Regions from separate parts of the Mus musculus genome. Here region 2 is linked to region 1. Evidence: chromatin contacts called from public Hi-C data. All regions are on one chromosome and are shown on one strand. The core of a region is the stretch at or near the end of the contact, and the rest is flanking DNA. Distances in the headings are between cores, read along the strand shown.

What was found. A called contact is a pair of places that touch in the nucleus more often than the background predicts.
Region 2: a Hi-C map of myocytes shows a contact between it and region 1, with 4 times the contacts expected there. The contact joins two enhancer-like sites. A contact is called at or near these places in 1 of 39 promoter capture datasets (the C10 cell line), 13 of 484 Hi-C or Micro-C datasets (the Ba/F3 cell line, the G1E-ER4 cell line, the HPC-5 cell line and 6 more), 6 of 115 datasets of contacts at active chromatin or transcription factors (cardiomyocytes, embryonic stem cells and large pre-B cells) and 4 of 9 other capture datasets (adipose tissue, embryonic stem cells, liver and 1 more).

What each region holds. Positions count from the first base shown.
Region 1 is chr10:41,976,605-41,983,233 of GRCm38.p6, reverse strand. It overlaps Armc2 (armadillo repeat containing 2), which reads left to right. Exons shown (of 18, transcript NM_001034858.3): 6 at 2,637-2,713. Among named protein-coding and RNA genes, the nearest start is that of Gm33058, 21 kb to the right of the region's middle. Within about 2 kb of position 2,308, at least 66 of the 459 cell types and tissues checked have an H3K27ac peak or open chromatin away from gene starts, as enhancers often do. A contact at or near this core is called in myocytes, where this site is marked.
Region 2 is chr10:42,175,884-42,182,330 of GRCm38.p6, reverse strand. It overlaps Foxo3 (forkhead box O3), which reads left to right. Exons shown (of 4, transcript NM_001376967.1): 4 at 1-486. Among named protein-coding and RNA genes, the nearest start is that of Gm38485, 96 kb to the left of the region's middle. Within about 2 kb of position 3,795, at least 27 of the 459 cell types and tissues checked have an H3K27ac peak or open chromatin away from gene starts, as enhancers often do. A contact at or near this core is called in myocytes, where this site is marked.

The sequences.
Region 1 (6,629 bases), core at 1,059-3,558:
GGCTCAAAAGAAATGAACTAGTGCTGACAACTCGCCAAGTCCCCTCAGTGAGCTGGCTGACACCCGAAACCGAAGCATTGCAGTAGATTTAGGAGGGGAAACCAAAGCCTGGTAGTCTTCCCGAGGTCACAGGCTGTGAGTGTTGACCTAGGATATGAACTCAGTGTCCCCCAAACCATGATGACTGTGTACGATGGCAGTGGGTCCCAAGTCCATCTTTTCTTGGCAGCCTCGGGGAGCAACACTGCCAAGCCTGTGCATACCGATTGTCCTTTTCATTCTTTTCTAGAAGGGAGGTGGCACAGATGAGGTGTCATGGAGGCAGCCTTACCCCTGGCCATGTCTCAGGGAGAGTGGACAGGCACTGGGTGGGGGCAGGGGTGGGTCTGTGAGCTGAAAACTGTCTTGTTAGATTTCAGTGTTTATTAAAGGGACACACACACATATATGCATGTGCATGTGTGCACACACACATGTATGCACGTGTGTACACACACATGTATGCACGTATGCACACACGCGTACACACACAGAAATGAAACTCTTGATCTTAAAAATGTCAGGTTATATCTAGAAATTAAAAATATAGGAACTTCCTTGCTTTCCACCCCATTGAAGTTTTGTTTGTTTGTTTGTTTGTTTTAATTTTAGGATTTTGTGTGTTCTGATAGATGTGTACTCCTGCCACAGTATCTAGTGGGCAGAGGACAACTTTGTGCAGTTGGTTCTCCCCTTCCACTTTTATGTGCATTCTGGGAATCAAACCTAGGTCACCAGGCTTGCAGGGCAAGCACCGTTTCACCTTGAGCCACCTCAACAGCCCTGTTATTTGCATCTATTAGTTACAGATAATAATGGGTTCCATGACAATTGTCATGCCCGTATCTGATGGATTTTTTTTTCGTTTCACCTCCATTACCCTCTCTCGTCCCCCCTCCCACTCTTGTTGAGCATATGTGAGTGTGCACGTGCGTGTAAGTGTGCATGAGTGTGTGTGTGTGTGTGTGTGTGTGTGTGTGTCCCAGTGAGTTCCATTAGGGTTGGCTAGAAGTGTGGATGAAGGTTTGTTTATAGGAGTCTGGATGCCTTACCCATTGCTACATCACAGAAGACAATTTCTCCCCCTCTCCCATCAACCATTAACTGTGTGAATCCGCTGGGGGAGGGGGCAGGGTGTAGGGTTGGTTTTGTTCAAATAGGGTCTCATGTAACTTTTTGTTGTTGTTGTTTTGGTTTGGGTTTTTCAAGACAGGGCTTCTCTGTGTAGCCCTGGCTGTCCTGGAACTCACTTTGCAGACCAGGCTGGCCTCGGACTCAAAGATCCTCCTGCCTCTGCATCCTGAGTGCTGGGAGTAAAGGCGTGTGCCACCACTGCCCTGCTCTCGTGTAACTCATGAAGTCTTGCTTCGACAATCTTTCCATGGATTGAGTCCTTTTGTTCTGTCTTTGAGGGAATTTGTCTTCATGTTCTCTGTTTTATTGGCTAGGAACATCTTGCTGCAAAAATTCAGTTGTTTCAGAAAATTAGAGCCTTTTTGTTTTAATTGGTCCTACCAAGTTTCCCTATTTTATGACAAAGAGAAACATCTGGACTTTAAAAACAAAACCAAAAACATGTTGACAGGGAAAAAAAATACTAAAAGTTATGTGAAGAGGCTAAATCTGGGGCAGGGGGGTGGTGGTGGAGTAAAGACCAAGGGCAAGCACTCAGGAGAAGAGGCAGGAGGATCTCTGTGAGTCTGCTGCCAGCCTGGCCTCCAGAGTGAGTTCCAGGACAGGCAGGGCCACACATAGAAACCCTGTCTGAAAAACAAAACAAAAACAAAAACAAAATGATAATAACTTATATATTTATTATTATTTAGATTATTGTTGTTAATATTATTAAAATCAGTGTGTGGAATTATCAAAAAGAAATTGTGTCAGACTTGCCATTTTAGCCTGAGTGACCTTGGGAATTTATACAGATCTTTAAAAGGCAATACCTTCAGGTCAGCTGTAAGTGGGGAAGCCAGGCAGCAGAGTCAAGTGCCTCCATAGCTAGCCAGGCTACTCGTACGCTTCTCATCTGAGGACTGCCCAAATACACTGTCTACTTTTTTATTTTTAACATTTAAAATATTTCTAAGAGTATTTTTAGAGACTATTAATTGACTTGAGTTTTAAAGTGGGAATGGGACGTGCTGTGGTGCAGTGGAAAGAACAGTGGGTTGAAAAATCCCGAGCTCCGCATTCCAGAGCTGACCCTGCTCATGTGACCTTGGACAGAGCAAGCTGGCTTTCCCTTGGCTGGTTTTCTTCCTCTGTTTCTTGTTGTAACAGCGGCCTCTTGTGGTCCATATCATTAACAACAACCACCACTACCACTACTACCTCACCCCCCAGTCAATTTTGGATTTTTAAATTTATTTTTTATTTTTGGTTCTTTCCAGTGTTATATTTCATACTGTTAAGCCAGCAGACTTGTGTTCTCACAGATAAATCTTAGGAGGCAAAGGCAGGTGACAGCAGACAAATGGGCACCAAACCCATCTCTTAAACTAGTCTCTGTAGTTTCTTCCAAGCCTGACATGAACAAATTGCAGTTTATAAAAATGAAAATACTTCTGTGTCTCATCCATTGCTCTTCCTCCTAGGGACCCTGGGAAACGGCGTGCCAGGGCCTCCTCGTGCCCTAGCAGCTCAGACCTGAGCAGGAAGGAAACCAGGGCAGGTGAGTGTGCCTCTCTGCCCTCAGCATCATAGCAGATGAGAGTGCCTCTCCTCCTTCAGCATCCAGAGCAGGTGAGAGTGCCTCTCCTCCTTCAGCATCCAGAGCAGGTGAGTGTGCCTCTCCGCCTTCAGCATCCAGAGCAGGTGAGTGTGCCTCTCCGCCTTCAGCATCCTTCATTCTCAAGATCTTTGTGCTGTTAAACAGTGTGACTTGTTTTTCAAAGACAAATGTTAGGTGGAAGTCAAGGAGAGTCTAGAGTGCCACACCGAGCCCTTAGTAACTCTGTTCGACAACTTCAGGAACTGGATCCAACTTGCTCAGAAACCATTTGTTTTCTAAGTTTTCATTTTTCACTGCCGTCTTAAACCAGTATCCAGGTCTGCTGCCTTCAATGTAGACAGAAACTCACAGAAATTATAGCTTGAAGGTATCTGGAGGGTTTGTGTGCAGATTTAATATCAGTGTAAATCTAAACTTAAGTTCAAAAGCATTGCCCACTTAAATGAAGAAGGTTTTAATTCTTCAAGATTTTTTGTTTTTTGTTTTTGTCTTTAAAATAAAGAAAAAGATACAAATGTGGCACATTGTTAACATTGGACCAAACTAGTCAGGGTAGGACAGCTGTCTGTTACATTAAATGAAACTATATTATGAAAGCCCTTTAGGGACTTTATTCTGCCTGAGGAAATATGAAATAATACAGACCAATGGTTAGAAATGGTGCAAAGTCAGGCAGTGAGAAAAATGAGCCAGGGAACATTTGTTACACTATACCACTGTAACATTGTAACACTGTAACATTGTAACACTGTAACATTGTAACATTGACTGTACAACACAAGCAGCAGGTGAAACCTTAAGTTGTGGAAACAAGAGTTAGGGAGCTCTGTGTCACACCTAGAAAAACAAACATGCTGTCACCCCCATTTCAAAGGCTGGTGACCCCCCCCCCCATGGGGAAGGATCTAGATAAGGCAGGCATAAGAAGGTTTTAAGCCTTCAAGGTTTTTGTTGTTGTTGTTGTCTTTAAAATAAAAAGATACAAACGTAGCACATTATTAGCATTGAACCAAACTATTCAGGGTAGGACAGTGTCTGTTATATTCTTCATAGTTTTTTTTTTTCATTTCACACAAAAGTTTATGTCGGGCTCTATGAGTACACATCTATAATCTGAACATTTTGGAAACAGAGACAGGGTTATGAATTGCAGGCCATTCTGAGCTACAGTAAGACCTTGTCTCAACAAAAATAAAAAATGATGATAAATGATATCAATCTAGCACCGTGTAAAAGATGTTATCTTCAAACTAGCCCCTCACCAGTAAGGAGACAGTTAGTGGTCACCTGCAATGTATCTAGAACTCAGGAGAATCTAAGCCTTCCAATTCCCTAGACAACATTGTTGCTAAGGGGTTTACGTTTGCATGCTAAAAACACCAGCCAATGCTAACAATGTATCAAGCTGTTGGGTCCAAAGCTGAAAGCTGTGGTTAACAGCTATAACCACGGAGACAGCAGAATCTTCAAAAACAGGCAGTATTTCTTGCCTGACTTACCCAATTTTCCTGTTGAATCATTATTTTTATATTTAGCAAGCAGTGAACCTAGATGAAAGTCCTTTTTAAAATTTGAAGTTGTTCCCCAAGACTGGGCCACACTGTGTGTTTGTAGACATGCTTCAGTTTCTAGAATTCACTGGGGATAGGGTATGGAATGGAGGTGATGGGGGCAGTGAGGACCACATGGGGATACAGAAGCAAGGCCATAGCAAGACACAACCACATTAGTGGGGATTCCTGGGAGACGACCGAGAAGAAATTCTTATACCACAGTGTTTAGCTAACTTCTCAAAATGAGTCTGAGAAGTCTCAGAAGGGTCTGGAGGTAACTAAACTTGGGTGATTTCTGACTCATCTTGATAATCATTTCTTCCTGGGGGGAGCATGTTGACTGATTTCACTCTTCCTGGGGAACTAGTTGATCGCTCAGCTTTACATTGAAAAGCACACTGTGTAGGGGTTTCGTTTTGGTTTTTTGTTTTTTTTTTAAGACCACATGGATTTAAAGCCTGAATTTCTAGTAATTTGGGGTTTTGATGTGTTAGAGCAGGTTCCTACTCCAATAGATGATGCCACAGCTCAATGTCAGAGTCTTTTTCTCGAACCCTTTACCATATTTTTTGAGATGGTCTCTCGTTGGACATGGAGCCACATTCTGGCCACACTGAGCTGGTCAGTGAGCTCGCAGGATCTGCCTGTTTCTGCTCCTCTGCTCTGGGGTTACAGCACCATGCCTGGCTTCTTTTATATGTGCTGGGGATCCAAGCCTGGGTCCTGAAGCTTGCAGCAGCAGGTGCCTTACCCACCGAGCCATCTCCCCAACCTGCTTTCTAGCAAATTTAAGTGTTTCCTATATATGTCAAGGAAATTGACTGTTGTTGACTTAACAACTTCTGGCTTTTTGTTTGCCTTCTTCAATACTGAGTCTGTTCATATCCTTTGGCCTCTAAGTGGATTAATTACCTAGGACTATGAGCGGCGGTCTTCTTATACTGCGTGGCTATTTGTATTTACTTTTAGAATTACATGCTTGTTTGTTTTGTTTGTTTAATGTGAGTACATGGTTGCTCTCTTCAGACACACCAGAAGAGGGCATCGGATCCCATAGCAGATGCTTGTGAGCCACCATGTGGTTGCTGGGAACTGAACTCAGGACCTCTGGAAGAGCAGTCAGGGCTCTTAACCGCTGAGCCATCTCTCCAGCCCCATGTGCATGTTTTATCCAGTTCAAGCACACTCAAAAATCCAAAAAGCAGAGATGATGGTCTACAGTCTTTTGTCTGCCATTCTGAAAACCTCAACATCCCAAACGTTGAAATAGCTCTAGTGGCAATGGCAGATCCGACCAGAGCTGTAGTGTTGGCCCCTCTAGTGTGAGCGTTCACGTGTTACGCTGGAGGGTGGTGCTCCGAAGTCCCTGTTGTGAACACTGCTTTCATTCTGAGATCCAGGCATTTCTGAAGCCTGCACCACACCTGGCCCAAAAGTTTGGAAAAGGAACTCTGGGCCTGCACTCAAGACTAATTCTGTGCTAAAGACAATTCAATTTTGTTTTATGATGAAGTCTTGCTGATAGGTCTGCACAGATTAGCCGGTCTTGCTGTTTTGCCTACATTGTATCCTTACCATTTAAACACAGTTTAGTTGTTGAGACTTCCCTGTTTGCATTTGGTGCTCCTGAGTGTCCCCAGGTTCAGCCTGCCAGGCCTCCATTGGCAGTAAGAAGGTTTGATAAAAGGCAAGCTTAGACTCGCAATAGCCAGTAGACATTCCTGAAAAGCAGCGGTGGGTCCTGAGCATTGGGAGGAAGGTGATAATTGTACAGCTTCCCTGATTCTCTCAGGAGTTATCGGCCCTGTGTGGGGAAAGGTTCGTATTTGGAGGCTTGGAGATTAATTTCAGACACCGCTGAGTTCAAATAGATTTTTTAAACACATGCTATTGTGCGTTATACACTGACTTCTCTTCAGCTTATACAGACAAGGGAGAAGAGTTCACTGGATTTTTAAAAGACTTATTTTTAATTATTTGTATGTGTGTATATCTGTGCGGGGGTATGTGTATGCGCAATTGCCAAGAAGACACAATGAATAAATCAAAAGTTGTGAAAAACATAAGTGAATTTAAAGATGATTGTGTGTGTAGAATCTCTTCATTGCTCCTATGATTTTTCAATATTTCATATACGTTTTTGTGGTACCAGGCAAGGGGCTCAGGAGGCAGACGTTAGAGGAGGAAGTCTGAAGAAGGCCTGCAAGTAGCACTGCCCCCTCCAACTCTTGAGATATGTCTGAGTAAAGTAGAATCATGATTTGCCATCTTCCCTATACAATCTGTTTTCTACAGTGTTGCCT
Region 2 (6,447 bases), core at 2,546-5,045, 200 kb before region 1:
AAGAATTGGTGAATACTGAAAAGTGTGTTGTGCATTTAGGCTTCACGTGGTTAACGTTTTTTGGGTTTTTTTTTTTTTTTAAGAAAAAAGTTGCATGAATGAAAACAACCTCTGTACACATTACCTGTAAAAATGGCCTGTTTTGATTTCTTGCTTCTACCCCACACAAACTAGAATTTCGTGTGGCGCGTGGCCATGTTTAAACACCTGCAGCAGTTGGTCGTCTGGTTTGAGGCAGACGCAATCCTGCTGCATTCTGGGTACTGAGGACCTTGTCTAACCATACGCTGCCGTGAGTTAGCTCTGCCGCCTTTCTTCTCAAGGATCAAAACCAGTTTGATTTGGGAATCTGCCCCTTCCCGGTGGAATGGAGGTGCGTACTTCCCGTGGCGTTTGTAGATATTGCCTGTGTATTCCATTTAAAACCATAATCTAGTTTGTAAAAGAGATGATGACGCATGTAAATAAAGCTTTGGTGACACTCTATCTCATGCCCAGGAGTCTGTCATCATTGTCCTGTTCCCCCCAGGAAAGAGATGGTTGGGTTTGTGAGGCAGTCCTCCCGTGGGATCTCTTCCCAGCCTGGGAGAGGCAGAGACCCGTAATCTAAACTAAATGAGCGTAGTAAACTCTGCAGCCCACTCCTGACCTCCAGAGCCACGCAGACGATTTAATAAGACACATTTACAGAGTTGTCATGCTGGGCTTGCTGTGTGTTGCCCCCAGAGCCCCAGAGGGGCAGTTAAACATGAAAGTGAGGATCAGACACTGCTTTCCTGGGGTGACTGGGCCTGAAGAGGGAGGTCCTCCTCGTGTGAGTCCCGTGAATATCCATGGACCATCACTGGGGCCCTCCCTCCCGCACACTTGACCACCAGACACCATCTCCAGGCTTCTTCTCCAGTGGCAACACAACCAACACTCACTGCATCTATGCTAACTCCCGCCTGGCCTTGCCAGTGCTATAGGAAGGAACAGAACAGCGTCAAACAATCCTTAGTTGTCTGGATAATTTCATCCTTTAATGCCTATATTCTAAAAATGAGCTGCATTTAGAAAACAAAAACAACCCAGAAGCTGGTTTAAAGGGTCTAAGACGTAGGGTGGTTCAGATTTCAGTTTAAAGAGGTGGAAGATTTGTAAGTTGGACCTTTGGGATGAGCTGTCTTTAGAGGCAGGATAAACCCCACATTCAGTCTGTGTTGATCCCATACAAAGGGAAAGCCCTTAACATCTCTGGCATCCAACTGGGAGAGGCATTTTCAATACCTGTGCATCAGGATTCTGTTCCCAAAACATGAGACATCTAATGCCAGTTGCTTAAAACTGAGTTCTCAAAGCCAGGCTAAAATTTGGCCAACAGCGAGTTAAAATCCCATTAGTGATCACTGAGTCTCTGTGTGGCAGTAGCCAGACGTTGTGGCAGCCCCAAGAGAACCTTGACTTAGTCCCGGCCCTGGCTGGGATATGTACTAGGTGTGATGTTCCTTCTCTGCCCCGGTGCAGCACCAGGACTGGGTGTGGCCCTGCCTCCACATCTGATTTAGAAGGAAAATCTGAGTCTATAATAATTGCTAGTCTGATAGCCTGGGCAAGGCTTTCAGCTATCAAAGGCTCCCTGGACACATACCATCCAGATCATATCCCAGAGCTGCCGAACACACAACAGCTCCTGGGAAGTATGGAGGGGTAGGCAGGCAGCTGGCTTTGGTGGGGAGCAGCCCATGGTGCTCCGAGCGTCTCTCAGCTCAGCAGGAAAGAGGCATAGGGGCAAAGAGGGAACACTCACGGGACCCTTTCCAGTGAAGAGAGCAATGGCCCTGGGCCAAAAACCCACACACTTTCGGGTCTAGAGGAACAACTTCCTCTAGATTTTCCTTATCAAGAATGTAGAGGGCTAGAGCGGAGCGATGGCTCCGGTTAAGAGCAGTGGCTTCCAGGGGACTCAAATTCAGTTTCCAGCACCCACATGGCAGCTCACAACTGTCTATAACTCCAGTCCTAGGAAATCCGACACCCTCACATCAATGCACATAAAGTAAAATTCAATAAATTATTTAAAAAGAAGAACAAGAATGTAAAAGTTGGTTCTGGTGAGATGGCTCAGAAGAAGAAAAGAAAAAGAAGAAGAAAAAAAAAAAAAAACACCTGTTGCTCTTCCTGGTGACCTTTGATTTCCAGCATCAACATGGTAACCTCCATTTCAGGGGACCGGGCCTCTTCAGGTACCAAATGTGCACACGGTACACAGGCAAACACACAGATAAAAATAAATAAATAACCTTTTTTAAAGGATGTAGACATTTAATGCTGTCGGCTTGAAACCCTGATGGAGTTGTGCGCATGCCCGAGGTTCTGCCTAGGTTCTGGCGCAAGCTAATGGCTCAGCTGCTTTTACCTCCTGGAGATTTGATGCAGCAAACGCGCTTCTCTGTCTGAAGAGAAGAGCTGGTGCCTGTCTTGGATTGGTGCATCCTGCTTTCCGTAGTAAGATGAGCTAAAGGGGCTGAACTGAAATATTCAGGCCCAGCCCGGTGATTTCCTCAGTGAATGAGTTCCACGAGTGCCACAGAAGAGTGGAACGTGGAGGAGAGAGAGTGGGACCGGCACAGGAAGCCAATAACCCAACTGGAAGGACAGACGGTTGCAAGGACAGGTGGCTGGACTTTCGAGCTGATATAACTCAGGCGACAAGTGAAGGCTAATTCGGGCTCAGGAGAGAGTAAGGAGTGGGCATACTTGGGACTTAGTGTGCTTCAAGCAACCGAAACTCCAACGAGAAAGTGGGCTGCCGAAGTGTCCAGACCAAGGGACTTCACCTTTCCCATAGAGTAGGAACTGGCAGGGTGAAGACGTGAGCAAAGCTGGCCTTCAGAAATGCAAGGCCTACGATGCCCTCTGGCAGAACGTAGGAGGGAGCTGAAATAAGAAGCCATAATAACATGGCACCCAGAGAAGCACTGTTTCTGTGGCCCGTCAGAGTAGTAGGTCTCAAGTGCCTGAACCACCAATCACTCACATCCCTCTTTCTAGCCGTGAGCAGCTGTGACCCAGACTTTAGGAGACACATTGCAATGGAGCCTGGGGGAGGATGGCAAGAGGGTTTTGCTGTCAGCAATTCACTTTATATACTGTTGTAACTCATTAAAGGAGTGTATTATTACTTGTATAAAGATAGCTTCAAAGACGGGGTAGAGTGGCTTTGACTCCTGAGCCTGGATCAGATAATACAATGGGAGCAGGGTGTTGGGGACTAAAAGGTGGGGATAATGAGGTCGCCACACTGCTTAAGCACTGTGTGACCTCCAAATGTCTGGTGTCGTGGCAACACTGTCCTCATAGCCTCCTTAACTTCTCCCTGCTAGCATCTTAGATACCATAATAAGGAAGTGCCCGATCCGAACAAAGGAGTATTATACAGACATTAAAAATGCATGAGAAAGCCGGGCGTGGTGGCGCACAGGCCTTTAATCCCAGCACTTGGGAGGCAGAGGCAGGTGGATTTCTGAGTTCGAGGCCAGCCTGGTCTACAAAGTGAGTTCCAGGACGGCCAGAGCAAAACCCTGTCTCGAAAAACCAAAAAAAAAAAAAAAGGGACAAGTTACAAAGCCTTGTTTCCCTCTACCCTGGAAACCTCTTCAAGTCCGCACCTAAGGTAAGGGTCAAATGCGTATCAAGGGACAAGCGTGGATAAGGATGGAAGACTCAAGGGACGCTTCATGATCACCTAACACTACTAGGAAGAGTAAGGTATTCTGAGCCATCAGGTTGTTACATGCCACACAAGGAAGTCCCTGGCTGGCAACCTGTCCATCCGGTCTGGCAACAGTCTCCTCCCCCTCACACCACCAGCTTGGCCTGCATGCCTCAGGACTGGCAGCCTAACCTCACAGCTGGGCTTTCTCATCTCCCAAAATTCCAGAGGGACACTATCACCCCAGAAGAAACTTGCCTGGTCTCCTTGGCTCCAAACCGCACACGCAGATGGAAGATGACTCTGCTGTACTTGAGAGTTGAGCACTCCGGTGAGGTTGGAGGTGGGGGGAACTATCTGCCAGCCTTCAGAGCCAGCCTGTTCCCAAAGGCTCAGCAGGTATTCCTGAGGCTGGGAGCCCTCAGGTGCTCACTGGTTCCTGTTCCCGATAGGCAGAGACATTGCTCCTCCAAAGGAGAAATGCTAACTCCCTCTCACAGCCTGTTGGCGACACAGACGGGACCCACAGCTGCCTTAGACAAGGAGCTGGAGTAGAAACAAGCCACAACCAGACTTGTGGACTGCGCAGCCAGAGTTAGCAGAGAGTTCTGCAGTGAAACAGGAGCCACTCTAGCCTGGCCCTACCTCGACGTCTAGCTTGACGATGACTAATGTCCTTGGCAAGATAGAAGCAGGGTCACAGAGATGCCACGAGAGTGCCCAGAAGTCTGCAGGCCCTTCCAGCAAGTGCTGAGCGAACCCTCCACCCAGGACTCATGTCTTGCAGACCCTCTCTCCATGAGTGATGGATCATTTTTACTCTATAAAAACATACAGCAAAGGGGCTGGAGAGATGGCTCAGCAGTTAAGAGCACTGACTGCTCTTCCAGAGGACTGGGGTTCAGTTCCCAACAGTTTACAACTACATGTAACTCTAGTTCCCGGGGACCCAACACCCTCACACAGACACACATGCAGGCAAAACACCAGTCAATGCTTATAAAATAAAAAGTGTTATTTTTTTAAGCATACATAAAAACGAATCAAACATTAATGAATCCATTAGAATAGTTTGATTAGATACTAATGAAGAATGAGAGGTAGCCAGTTTGTAAGGTCCTTCTGCTCTCCTTTTCTTTGGTGGTCTCGAGGCTCTGTTGGTGAGAGCCACAGTCACAGTTGGCTTCCTCCATGCTGGGTACCACAGACTCAGTCAAGATCTAAGAGACTAAAGTGTCCTGGGAAAGAACTTCAAATGATGTATTTCTTCTCCTGGTCTGCCGACTACAACCATGTTCTCTGAGTGTGCTGGGTAATTTTATGTCAACTTGATACAAGCTGGAGTCACTGGAGAGAAAGAAGCCTCAATTGAGAAAATGCCTCCATAAGATCGGGCTGGAGGCAAACCTGTAGGAAAATTTGCTAATTAGTGATTATGGAGGTTGGCCCAGCCCATTGTGGGTGGTGCTACCCCAAGGCAGGTGGTCCTGGGTGCTCTAAGAAAAGCAGGCTAAGCAAGCCTTATTAGTCAGGGTTGTCTAGAGTCACAGAACTCCTGGGTGCCTCTATATAGTAAGGGAACTTGTTAGAATGACTTATGGCCTGCAGACCAATTAATCCAAAAGTGGGCAGCTGTGAATGGGGAGCCCAAGAATCGAGGAGTTGCTCAGTCCCATGAGGTTAGGTGTTTCAGTTGGTCTCTGCATAAGCTGTTGTCCTGAAGAAGTAGGTTCCAACTGATGTGCTGTCAAGTAAGAGCAAGCAGGCAATGAAGAATGAACACTTCCTTCTTCCATTGTCCTTATGTAGGCCTCCAGCAGAAGGGATGGCCCAGATTGAAGGTGTGTACCACCATACCCGTATCTAAGGTGTTCTTTAGTTGGAATTTGCTGTCCCAGGTTGGCCTTGAACTAAGAGATCTGCTCATCTGCTGGGATTGAAGGTGTATATTACCTTTCATGGGCCTAAACTTTTCATGACCACTATGCTTCAAGATCCAGGTCAAAAAACCTGTGCTATCCCACGTCAAGATCTGGATCAAAAGCCTGTGTCTTCAAGCCTCAAGATCTGGATTCCAGGTGTGCCCTCCACTTCTGGATTGTAGTTCATTCCAGATAAGAGTCGAGTTGGCAACTGGGAGTAGCCACCACACAAGCCATGAGGAGCAAACCATAAGCAGCACTCCTCAGTGGTCTCTGCATCAGCTCTGGCCCCCAGGTGTCTGCCCTGTTTGAGTTCATGTTCTGATTTCCTTCAATGATGGTCATATGAGTAAGAAAGCCAAACAAACCCTTTTCTCCCCCAAGTTGCTTTGATCATGATGTTTCATCACAGCAGTAGTCATACTGGACACTGAGTAAATTATTTCAACTTCCTCACGAGTTTCCCCATCTGCAACGTCTTCCTTGTAAGGTGGTCATAGAGAGCACATACTTTAGACCATCAGACATGTATCTGAGCCACAGATGGACCATCAGACATGTATCTGAGCCACAGATGGACCATCAGACATGTGTTCAGGCCACAGGTGCTGCTTTGAGTGAGGAAGCTGCTGAATGACAATGTTAGATCTCCAGAAGGGAAACTGAGGCAGAAGTAAAAGAGGATGCAGTTGAGAATGGGGATAGAGAGGGAGATGGAGATGAGGATAGAGAAGATGGGGACAGAGATGGAGTTGGTGAAGATAGAGGAAATGGAGATGGGACGAGATGGAAGAGATGGAGATTGGATGAAGATATAGATGAGACAGGAGG